Linked DNA regions of Mus musculus: region 2 is linked to region 1. The links are chromatin contacts, called in public promoter capture Hi-C maps. All regions are on one chromosome and are shown on one strand. Each heading gives the region's core, a stretch centred on a gene start, on an enhancer-like site or on the middle of the called end of the contact. The rest is flanking DNA. Distances are from core to core; before and after follow the strand shown. Region 1 holds the start of Cc2d2a (coiled-coil and C2 domain containing 2A). Region 2 overlaps Ncapg (non-SMC condensin I complex, subunit G).

Region 1 (4,973 bases), core at 644-3,143:
ATTGTCTCTGTCCCTGTACCTTCTGCAAGGTGATTGACAAGCTGTCAGAACTGTCTTTTGGAGACAAGTCCTCCCTTGTGCTGGTACGAGCAGCCCATCTTTTCCTTCTCCCAGCGCTCAATACTGAGAAAATACAGCTCTGAGAGTCCATTGTTTTAATGGCTTAGAGTCCATTGTTTTAATGGTCCGATAGCTGAAGGAGATACACAAATGTGTCTTTAGAGTATCTTTTTACCAACCAGGATGGTCAGATGAAGAGGTCATGGTTGCGAGGGGAGGTGGGAGGAAGGGATGGAGAGGGGAAACAGAGGTTCAGAGATGGAAGAGAACCATAAGAAAACCTTAGGGTGTTGAGTGCTATCCCTTTACTCTCTTTAGTTTTTGTCACCCATCCCTGACAGCCATACACAAGTCTCTTCTCCCCTTCCTCCAGCCAGGACCAGGACACTTGTTTTCCCTCGTCTGTTTAAAATGTTGCTGGAACCTCCTCCCCTCCACGCATGCTCACTTTCTCTCTTCAGAGACGAGGCTTTTCCTTTCGAGTGGGAGGGCCCGCTCAAAGTTGTGAACTCTCAGGAGCCATCCTGTGCCTTTTTAATGATTAATTATGTAGCAGCAAGTTACTCTAGCCCCAGCTTCTAGGGTACCAGGTGAGTGACACAGCTGTGTGTGGTCATTTAATCAGATGGACGGGACACCTTTCACTTGATGAGGCCAGGTCAGCACCCAGGCTCTGCTCATGGGATTGCTCAGCTGCACAGGGGGTGCTGGAAGCACCTCTATGGCAGGAGTCCCGCTGTGGGCCAAGCTCTTTAGACCTTTTTACAAGTCTGTTTTGTCACTGATCTCATTATCTGTTTCTACATCTGCTTCCCCAGCAAAGTCTCACCACTGGACCTGGTCTAAGTTGGTTTTGTACACTGTAAACTTGAGTTCTTCATCTGCTGCATCATTGATGCTCACTAAAAACTTGAATAAATGACTCTGTAAGTGAACTCTAGGCCAACTATCTATATACAGATTGATCTATGTTTATATATGTGCATATCTCTCTATCTCTATGTATACATATATGCACATATTTTCTCTATCCATATACAGTTCCCCTCTATACAAAGCATGCTGTCGTTACACTTATTTGCAGAAATGTTATATAAAATGCAATAGCAGACATGTATTTCTCATTAGATTTTATTAGCATTTCATAGCACCTAGCATTTCATAGCACCTAAAATGAAAACAGCTGAGCTGATGGCCAGTAGACTTCTGAAAGCTTGGCAGACCTCAGCCCTGCGGTTCAGAGCTCTTTGTCCAATAACAAGAAAAGTGGAGCTCGCCACACGGAGAGTACTCCCTCCGGCCCGCCCTCCCCTTCCCCGGAGCAGTTTAAACTAAAGGCCCGAAAGCAACACGCAGCTAGTGCTTAGCAGCACACTGACCAGAGAGGCTCTCTGTGAACCGGTTTGCTTTTCCCCTGCAAGCCAGACAGCAGCTGAAATCAGAGCTGTCCCTGCAGTGCCCCCACTTTGCATTGAGAGAGTGAAACTGCAAGCAAGATGAAGGGTCTCTAATGTTAGCAAGATGAGAGTCCCTAACGTTACAAAGCATTCATTCCACTCTCACTGCACCAGGGAGGGGCTGGTTTCTCTGCCGGAACGGAAAGGAGAGGAAAGCAGGACACTGCAGCCTGTCTCTGTTAAAGACTGATTTACCTTCGTCCACTCTACAAAACGAAGTTTGCAGATTCCACTTGCTGGGCTGAAGGGATGAGATGAGAGACCAGTTGTGTCAAGCCAGAGAACCTTTTAGAAATGAGCGAAAGGGTGGGCTGGGGTAAGAGAGGTTACTCCCTGGGAAGCTGCAGCCATATCTCAGGGTTTAAAAAAAAACACCAGCTTAGCAACCAGTTCCCAGGGAAGGTCACTAGGCGGCCGCTTTTTTTTTTTAAAGTGGCAGTTTACTTTTAAGACTTGGAATATGAGCTTGCTGGGCAAGCAGTGGAAAAATAACGTGCTGAAGAGAGACAAAGGGAAAGCAACTGGGCAGCCTAGCAGAGAGGACTCAGGCTCTCAGCAGGGTGTCCTGCCTTATGTCTCTGGGTTGCATGGCCTGTTGGGTCAAGGACAGAAGGTGTTGATAAGTAGAGTGGTTTAGAATCAGGAGGGGCCATGTTGTGTGGAGCTGCCTAGTAAGCAGTAGCAAAGACTATGTGGCCGGGCATCAGAGCTATCAGAGCTCCAGCGTGTGTTGCATTAGGGATGTTGGCTGGCTGTGCACAGAAGCTGGACCGCACACGCCTAACCTCTGTTTCTTCAACTCTTCACTACAAATGACCCAGCGGCCCAGCAGGGATACAGACAAGATGGCTCAAAAAAAAAAAAAAAAAAAAAAAAAAAGGCAAGAAACCAGGAGAAAAGGCCAAGTAGTGAGAACAGTAGTAAGCAGACTCAGACTCTACAGGCCAAAGACAACCACAGATCAAGGAACTCCACAGACCGCGGCCTCCTAACCCCAAGTGTTGTTCCTCAGAAGCCTGCCATTTTGTTTCTTAGACAAGACCTCTGACTGGAAGCTGGCATTTGGTGATTAGGCTAGGCTGCCTGCCTAACTCCAGATCCCTGCTTGTCTTAGCTTGTCTGGTGCTGATAGAACAAACGTGGGCCACCATGCTGAGTGTTAGCCACCTTCAAAGCCAGGTCCTCATGCTTGTGTGATGAAAAGCCCTTTACTAATAGAACTATCTCCCAGCCCCTATTTTCTGTATCCCTAAAGCTCTGGCATTCACTGCATGGGTCTTAGATAGATCTCTGAAGCTAACTAATTCCTAGAGACAATAAATGACTCCAAGGAAATGCATATATTCTCTTTGATACGTACTAACTGACCCCAAGCTGGCATCTCCATCTACTGCAATCACCAAGAAGTACCCCTCTGCTCTAAGTCACTCTGGAGGCAGGTGCTTAGGGAGCATGTCTATGATCCAGAATATTCTGAAACAAGTCAAATTATTTAATTCTAAACCCACCAGCACACTTACCATGCCACAACCTTCCTTCCAGGGAAAACCCCAGTAAAGGGTCTCTTTTGGAGCCTGATGTTTGGAGAATGCTGTTTTTGGAGACTGCTGCTGATTGTGTTTGGTTGATTGGTCTGTCTTTGTATCCCCAGTGCTGGGAATATAGATGCCTGTAGCCACTTGGCTTTTTATGTGGGTGCTGGAGACCTGAGCTCAGTATTTATTCTGGGCCAGTATCTTATTGATTGAGTCATTTTTTTCCCAGCCCAAGAAACAAATTTATATCCATTGTGATATTCTGTTATAGAATTATAAGACATTTCCTGCTTTGAAGGATCTGTGTGAATAACCTTTCTACAAGACAGCCATGTCTGTGTCTTCATGTCTCACCGTACCAGAGAACCCAGAGTTCACTTTTTAACATATGTGTGTACAGTGTACACATGAGCCAACATGTTTGTGTGGTGTGTGTGATGGGGAGAAGGAAGATATCAGATTGAGGTACTAATATGGTCTTCATAACATATTGACATCTTCACTCCCAGTACCACAGAACCTGACATTATTAGAGGTAGGGTCCTTACAGTGTGTGCTGGTCAGTCTTATGTCAACTTGACACAACCTAGAGTCATTGGAATGAAGTGAACCGTAATTGAGAAAATGCCTCTATAAGGTTAGGCTGTAGAAAAGCCCGTAAGACATTTCCTTAATGACTGATTGATGTGGGAAGGCCCAGACCATTGTGGGTTGTGGCATTTCTAGGCTGGTAGTCCTGGAACCTATAAGAAAGCAGGCCAAGCAAGCCAGGAAGAGCAAGCCAATAAGCAACACCCTCCATGGTGTCTGCATCAGCTCCTGCCTCCAGGTTCCTGCATTGTTTGAGTTCCTGCCCCAACTTCCTTCATTGGTGAACAGGGATATGGAAGTGTAAGTCAAATAAACTCTTTTGTCCCCAAGTTGCTTCATCACAGGTATAGTAATGCTGACTAAGACATGGAGGTAATGGAGTTAAAGTGGGGTCATTAGGGTGGAACTCAACCCATGGCAAACAAGAGGAGGATGCTGGGACACAGAGATAGACATTTGTAACAGAAAGTGAATGAGAAATCACAAGGTGATCACTCTGGGGCTGCCAATAGCTACTCCATCATTATAGGACAGATTCTCCTTCAGCTCTCACAAGGAACGAACCCAGTTAGTACAGATTTGGGACCTGCTTATAGAATTGTGAAGCAAGGAGATGCTGGTTGTTTCAAGTCCCCTGGTATGTGATACTTTGTTACAGTAGCCCCAATCAGACTCTGAGAAAGCAGAAAGAGAGGAGGAGGATTGGGGGGAGGGGGCAAAAGTTGCAGGAAGACTGGGCATTTATGTAAGGAGGGGATGGATTCTTAGACCATCTGGTATTCTTGGCAGCCAGAAGGGTGCTTTCTGCTCTCGCACCCCTTCTTCTGTTGCCCAGAAGAGACTAGGGGTGCTCTTTCACAGTGACATTGAACCAGAATGTTCAGTGCAGCTGGATATGTCTCTGGACAGTCACTGGGTCCCTTCCTAAGCTTCTCAATAGAACGTAAGCATCGAGGCTCATACCTTCACTTCTCCTCAAGCTGTCTCTGTGGTGCTGAATTAAACAAATAAAAGAAAATGCATTTTCAGAATAAAACTTAACATTATAAGAAATGGGGCCTAGAAGTTAACATTTCTGCACCAGCCGTAAACAAACCAACCAACCCCAAAACAACAATACCCACCTACTCCACCCCCAACACCCCCCACCCCCAAACTGAGGTAAACAGTTCAGGACTTGTTTCAACAAGAGGATGTAACTTCAATTTTTTTCAACACCTATTTTTTTTTGTTGTTTGTTTGTTTGTTTGTTTTGAGACAGGGTTTCTTTGTATAGCTCTGGCTGTCCTAGAACTCACTTTGTAGACCAGGCTGGCCTCAAACTCAGAAA
Region 2 (4,973 bases), core at 1,065-3,564, 2.0 Mb before region 1:
TCCAGATGGACTGTGCTATTTGGTTCTTTCATAACAAAACAGAAAAAAGAAAAAAAAGAACTCCAACTATGATAAAGTTTTATCATTTGTCCAAGATCCAGAAAAACTGCACTGTGTTTTATATATAAATTGTTTTACCTGCCTATCAAAAATATTAATACAGTATATTCTAATCCATTTAAACCTTTGTTACAGTCAGTACTATTAAGTTTCTTTGAAGGAAAATTTTTCTCATTACTTAGTAAATTCAGATTTCATTAATAGTGAATTCAGGTATCAAGTAGTCTTTTATAAAGCAGTTTAGGGAGCTAGAGAAATGACCTAATCCATAAAGGGCCTGTCAAACATAGGCAGGAAGACCTCATTTCAGATAAACAGCAACCACACAGGAAGCTAGGTGCATAGCAGTGCACAATGATACCAAAGAACTGGGGGCACAGAGACACGTGGATCCCTGAAATTCATTAGCCGACTAACCTAACCAAATCCAGGAGGTCCTGGTTCAGTGAGAGGTCCTTGTCAGAGTTAGAAGAGAGACTGAGAAAGATATCCAACATAGATCTCTGTATATGCACACAAATAGTTTAAATCTATCTTGAGTTAAAAACTACACAACAAATTCCAAAACCATGGGGGCAGAGGCATTCTACTATGAAAGATTAACTATATTATACAATGTAACTTGGCCTTTAAAATAAACAAAGATCACTTCTATATTGGTCAAATTATTATAATTAGAAAAATTATTTATTCTAAAAACTTTGAAGAATATGTCAAGAACATATCCACTCCATGCTTTGAGAATGAGCCCTGTAAATCTGCCAAAACCAAATTCTCTTTACATGCTGTTACGATGGCTCTGGAAACTCCAAATATGCTACTAGCTCAGCATCAACTGTTTCCTTCATACTCTCATTAACCTTTACATGCAGCAATAGCTACCAATATTCAATCCTAATGAGATTTTAAAACAAATTAATTCCCCTCTTCTGCCTTTCTAACAGACCTTTATACATTATATCAATTTTTATTACTAACAGTTTGATATTTTTTATTCCAAAATAAAAACAAACAAACAAAAAAAACCTTCCAATAGAGCCCTGAGAATGCTTATTTAAAATTAAAAAAAAACAAAAAACCAAAAAAACAAAACCTTTTATAGAGCTGTGCATGGTGGCACATATCCTTAATGCCAGCACTCTGGGAACAGAGGTATTCAATAAGGTATTCAGAGGGTCTGAATTTGAGGCCAGCCTATTCTATAAAGCAAGGTCCAGGATAGCCAAGGCTACATAGAGAAACCTTGTCTCAAAATATCAAAAACAAATAATTTTTAAAAACCTTTATAAAGATTACAAGATTGAATCCATTTAGTAGTTATCTTCTTTTGATCATAGACCCTGTTGTATAACTTTTTAAAAAGCTAAACAATAAATAAAAAATATCTAAAAATTAAAAATTATACTTCAAAGTAACATATAAAATATAGGCAAACTTCAGGTTTTCTGCCCTTGAATCTGCTATCATTCAAATACTTTTAACTTTAAAAAAAAAAAAAGGCCAGATCCAACAACTGATTTAACCTAGGTAAGTTATTAGACTTTCATATCCCAAGTTAACAGTATTTATATGTAGGTATATAAGTGGGCCAGGGCTATGCCCAAGAAAGAAAAAGAAAGGGTTAGGAGAATAATAGGACACATGAAATCAAAACAGAACAGAGGCTTTAAGAGGTAAAATGGTATGCAGTGGGTGGGTTGGGACAAAAGAGTAAAAACAAACCAACAGTTTCTTCCCTGACTCATTCATAATGGAAATCTGCATTTTTACAGCGTAAGTTCTTGGAGCACACAGACATCCCACAGTCTTTCTCCTGTTAGACTGCATTTGGCTTATTTTCCTAGCCATATGTCCTCTTGTTCCTCAAACAGTAAAGTCCTACCCCTAAGACCTCTCTCCTCTATTCTCTTTCCTAAGAAACAAACTGTCTGAGCTGGAGAGATGACTCAGCAGTTAAGAGTAGTTATGCTCTTGCGAAGGACACGAGCTCAGTTCACATGAACATCTGTGTCAGGCATATGTGTCTGTGACCTATGATCCCAGTGTGGGTGACTCAATGCCCTCTTTGGGCTTCCATGAGTACCTACACACACACAGCAGACCTAAAAAAATAAAATCTTTGAAAGAAAGAAAGAGAAAAGACCGTATTCTTTCAAGTATTTATAAGGACTACTCTTTCTAACTTTCCTCTACGAGTCTGAATTAGAAAAATGTAATTCAAAGTAAGACTCAGGCCAGCATCACGGGCACAGCCACTGTGCCTCATCTCACTCCCATGGCTGCTGCTACTGTGCTCTGTCTATGCTTAGCTGGCATAACAGATACATCCGGCTTGTTTCCCCTTCAGGAAAACAAGCTCCAACAGCACAAATTCAGGTTGGTTCTCCTTGTCCTTTTCCTACTACATTTCTCCTAAGCCAAGAACAGTGATAGCACATAGTATGCACTCATATAAGCTACATGACTCTATGAAATAGACATTTTTATAAACTATCAAGATAAAAATTGAAGCCCTAAAGATTATCCACGATCATCAATTAGGCATCTGAACACACCTAGAATTTTAACGTATCCCCAGAGATGCAGAGCATGTCAAGAAATAGACACAGAGTCATAAAATAAATCCTACCTGTAAGAACAGCATAAAGTGTTTACTGGCAAAATCCCGATTCTGTAGTCCACAGCATCCCAAACACAAAACAGCCAAGTTTCTTACTATAGGATGAACACTTATTATTCCAGGAAGAATCTACAACAAAGTAAAAATTAAAATAATTTTAACCAAGGCAAGAAATTTACAATGCCATATTAAAATCATGGTCAAAATGATGATTTCCATATGATTTTGCAAGGGTATTTCATTTCTACACTATTAACAAAGTTTCCCCAGTTTGAACAAAAATGAAAGGGGTAACTATAAAGTTGAAAAATAGAACCTAGGCAGAGCAATTTTCCTTCCTATCAGTATGTAACACTCCAAAGGCTTCTCAATGCTGAGACATAATAAATACCTCAGCAGTCTCGCTGCAGACCATGCGTCACTTTGTTTTTAGCACTGCTCAGCTGTTCTGATTTTGATGCCTACTTTATCTTATATACTCAAAATATTACTATAGACTGTAAATAATAAAAATTAGTAGTGGGATAAATTTATATCCTCCCATCTTTAAAACTACACTTAGAGATGGGAGAATAGAAATAGAAATTCTAAAACTGCATGTATCGATGTAAGTTTTTAACACTTACACATTGTTTTAGTAACTACAGTTGTAAGTCTTATTCCCTCTTTTTCACATATTATCTTATAAATATCATAGCAGGACCGTTTTCCATGAATAGGTCAAACCTGCAATTATTAAGCTCACCCATGACCATATAAATCTTCATAACCAATATCAATAGCATAAGTAACTAATTTTTATACTTTAATTACATCATTTTTTCCACTTCCCTTTGCTCCCTTCAACCACTTTCATGTCCCCTCCCTCCCATGGCATGACCCTCTTACCCCCACTAAAGGCCTCATTTTTGTTATATTACACACATATAAGTGGATAATATATATAGTATCTATTTTTTAACAATATTTCCCTCACTTGAGCAGAAGATCCAGAATGGCTATCTGTAGTTTTGTATTTTATGTATACTTTATTTCAAGCATTTCCTAGATAATATGCATTCAATAAACAAGTGGCTTTTTAAAAATGTATTATTTCAATTATTCTTCATATTATGAAGTAGTCACTATGGATATACATAGTTCACTGTATTTATCTGATGTTTAAAATGGTAGTCTTTTAATTATTAATTTTTAAATTACTAATTAATATGAACATTATTATATAATAAGGTAGAGGAGTATAGGGTCTCAAAGGCCAGCAGTGTACCAAAGATTCAATGATCCCATTCATGGTTGCAGTGATTCCAGTTGAAGTGGACATCTGTTTCAACAATTCGTAACACAAAACAAGACACTTCTGTAATGTTTCCGCATCGTTCTAAAATAAAAGACATATCCATCGTTAGTAAGAATATCCCTTAAACAATTGCTCTCTTGAGACTTTTTCTGTGGCAGATTGTTACTCTTTGTTCCTTTGGGAACCTTATCCAACCATGAACTCTATTTTTCATTTTCAACTGAGCTGGCCCAGTTTTGTGTAACAGTTTCCTCCTAGGTTGAAATATTTCATTCTAAAAGGAAGCTTTAATCAGGATTGTTAAACAACTCAAAACAGATTGAAGAAGTATCTGAAATTGACCAGATTCACTAGGCCCCTCCCCTTGCCAAAGTAAGTAGCAAGAGCTGAAAAGACTTTCAAACAAGGCACCTGCAAAGAAGACTAACAACAGCTGCCTCTAAGAAGCAGAAACCAGTTGAGTTGCCTGTTAGAGGTTTAGACCAACTGAGGCACCTGGAACAAACTCTCTCCAACATGCTACCTGCAGACTAAAATGTGCTCCACGTTCTCAGCTTTATGAGCTGTCACCCTCACTGAGGTGGCTTTTGGTAATGTAGCTACCCTTTGAGTCACTCACTTCTGCTCCTATAAATAACCCTTCACTCATATTTCTGTAGGTAACCCCAATAAGAATCATTGGTTAACTAAGGTGGTCTTTGGTGTATCCACACTTCAGTCTATCATGGAATCACTATCTGGGGTGAGTAGATGTGTACATTGAGTCTCTCCAGGAAAAGTTTTGTTACATAATACCTAGTTATTTTCAAATTTTCAACTTCTAATCAATTAATATAACATACTTCTTCAATGTTTCACAGGCTCCTCAAACTCAACACATACAAAATGGAACTAACCCATTACTAAGCTTCTAACTCGTAAACTGTCGTCATATCCTGACCATCTAGTTTCATTTGCCCAAAGCAAAAAGAGGCCCAGGAAACTCTTGATTCTCTC

What was found. Promoter capture Hi-C pulls out the DNA fragments that hold promoters and counts their contacts.
Region 2: a contact with region 1 is called in a promoter capture Hi-C map of embryonic stem cells, with 4 times the contacts expected there. The contact joins the enhancer-like site here to the promoter of Cc2d2a in region 1. A contact is called at or near these places in 2 of 39 promoter capture datasets (the 3T3-L1 cell line and embryonic stem cells) and 1 of 115 datasets of contacts at active chromatin or transcription factors (astrocytes).

The regions. Positions count from the first base shown.
Region 1 is chr5:43,659,299-43,664,271 of GRCm38.p6, reverse strand. Cc2d2a (coiled-coil and C2 domain containing 2A) reads right to left here and starts at 1,893. Exons shown (of 38, transcript NM_001359906.1): 1 at 1,713-1,893.
Region 2 is chr5:45,686,397-45,691,369 of GRCm38.p6, reverse strand. Ncapg (non-SMC condensin I complex, subunit G) reads right to left here. Exons shown (of 21, transcript NM_019438.1): 12 at 3,948-4,058; 13 at 2,690-2,809. Among named protein-coding and RNA genes, the nearest start is that of Ncapg, 19 kb to the right of the region's middle. Within about 2 kb of position 2,314, at least 33 of the 459 cell types and tissues checked have an H3K27ac peak or open chromatin away from gene starts, as enhancers often do.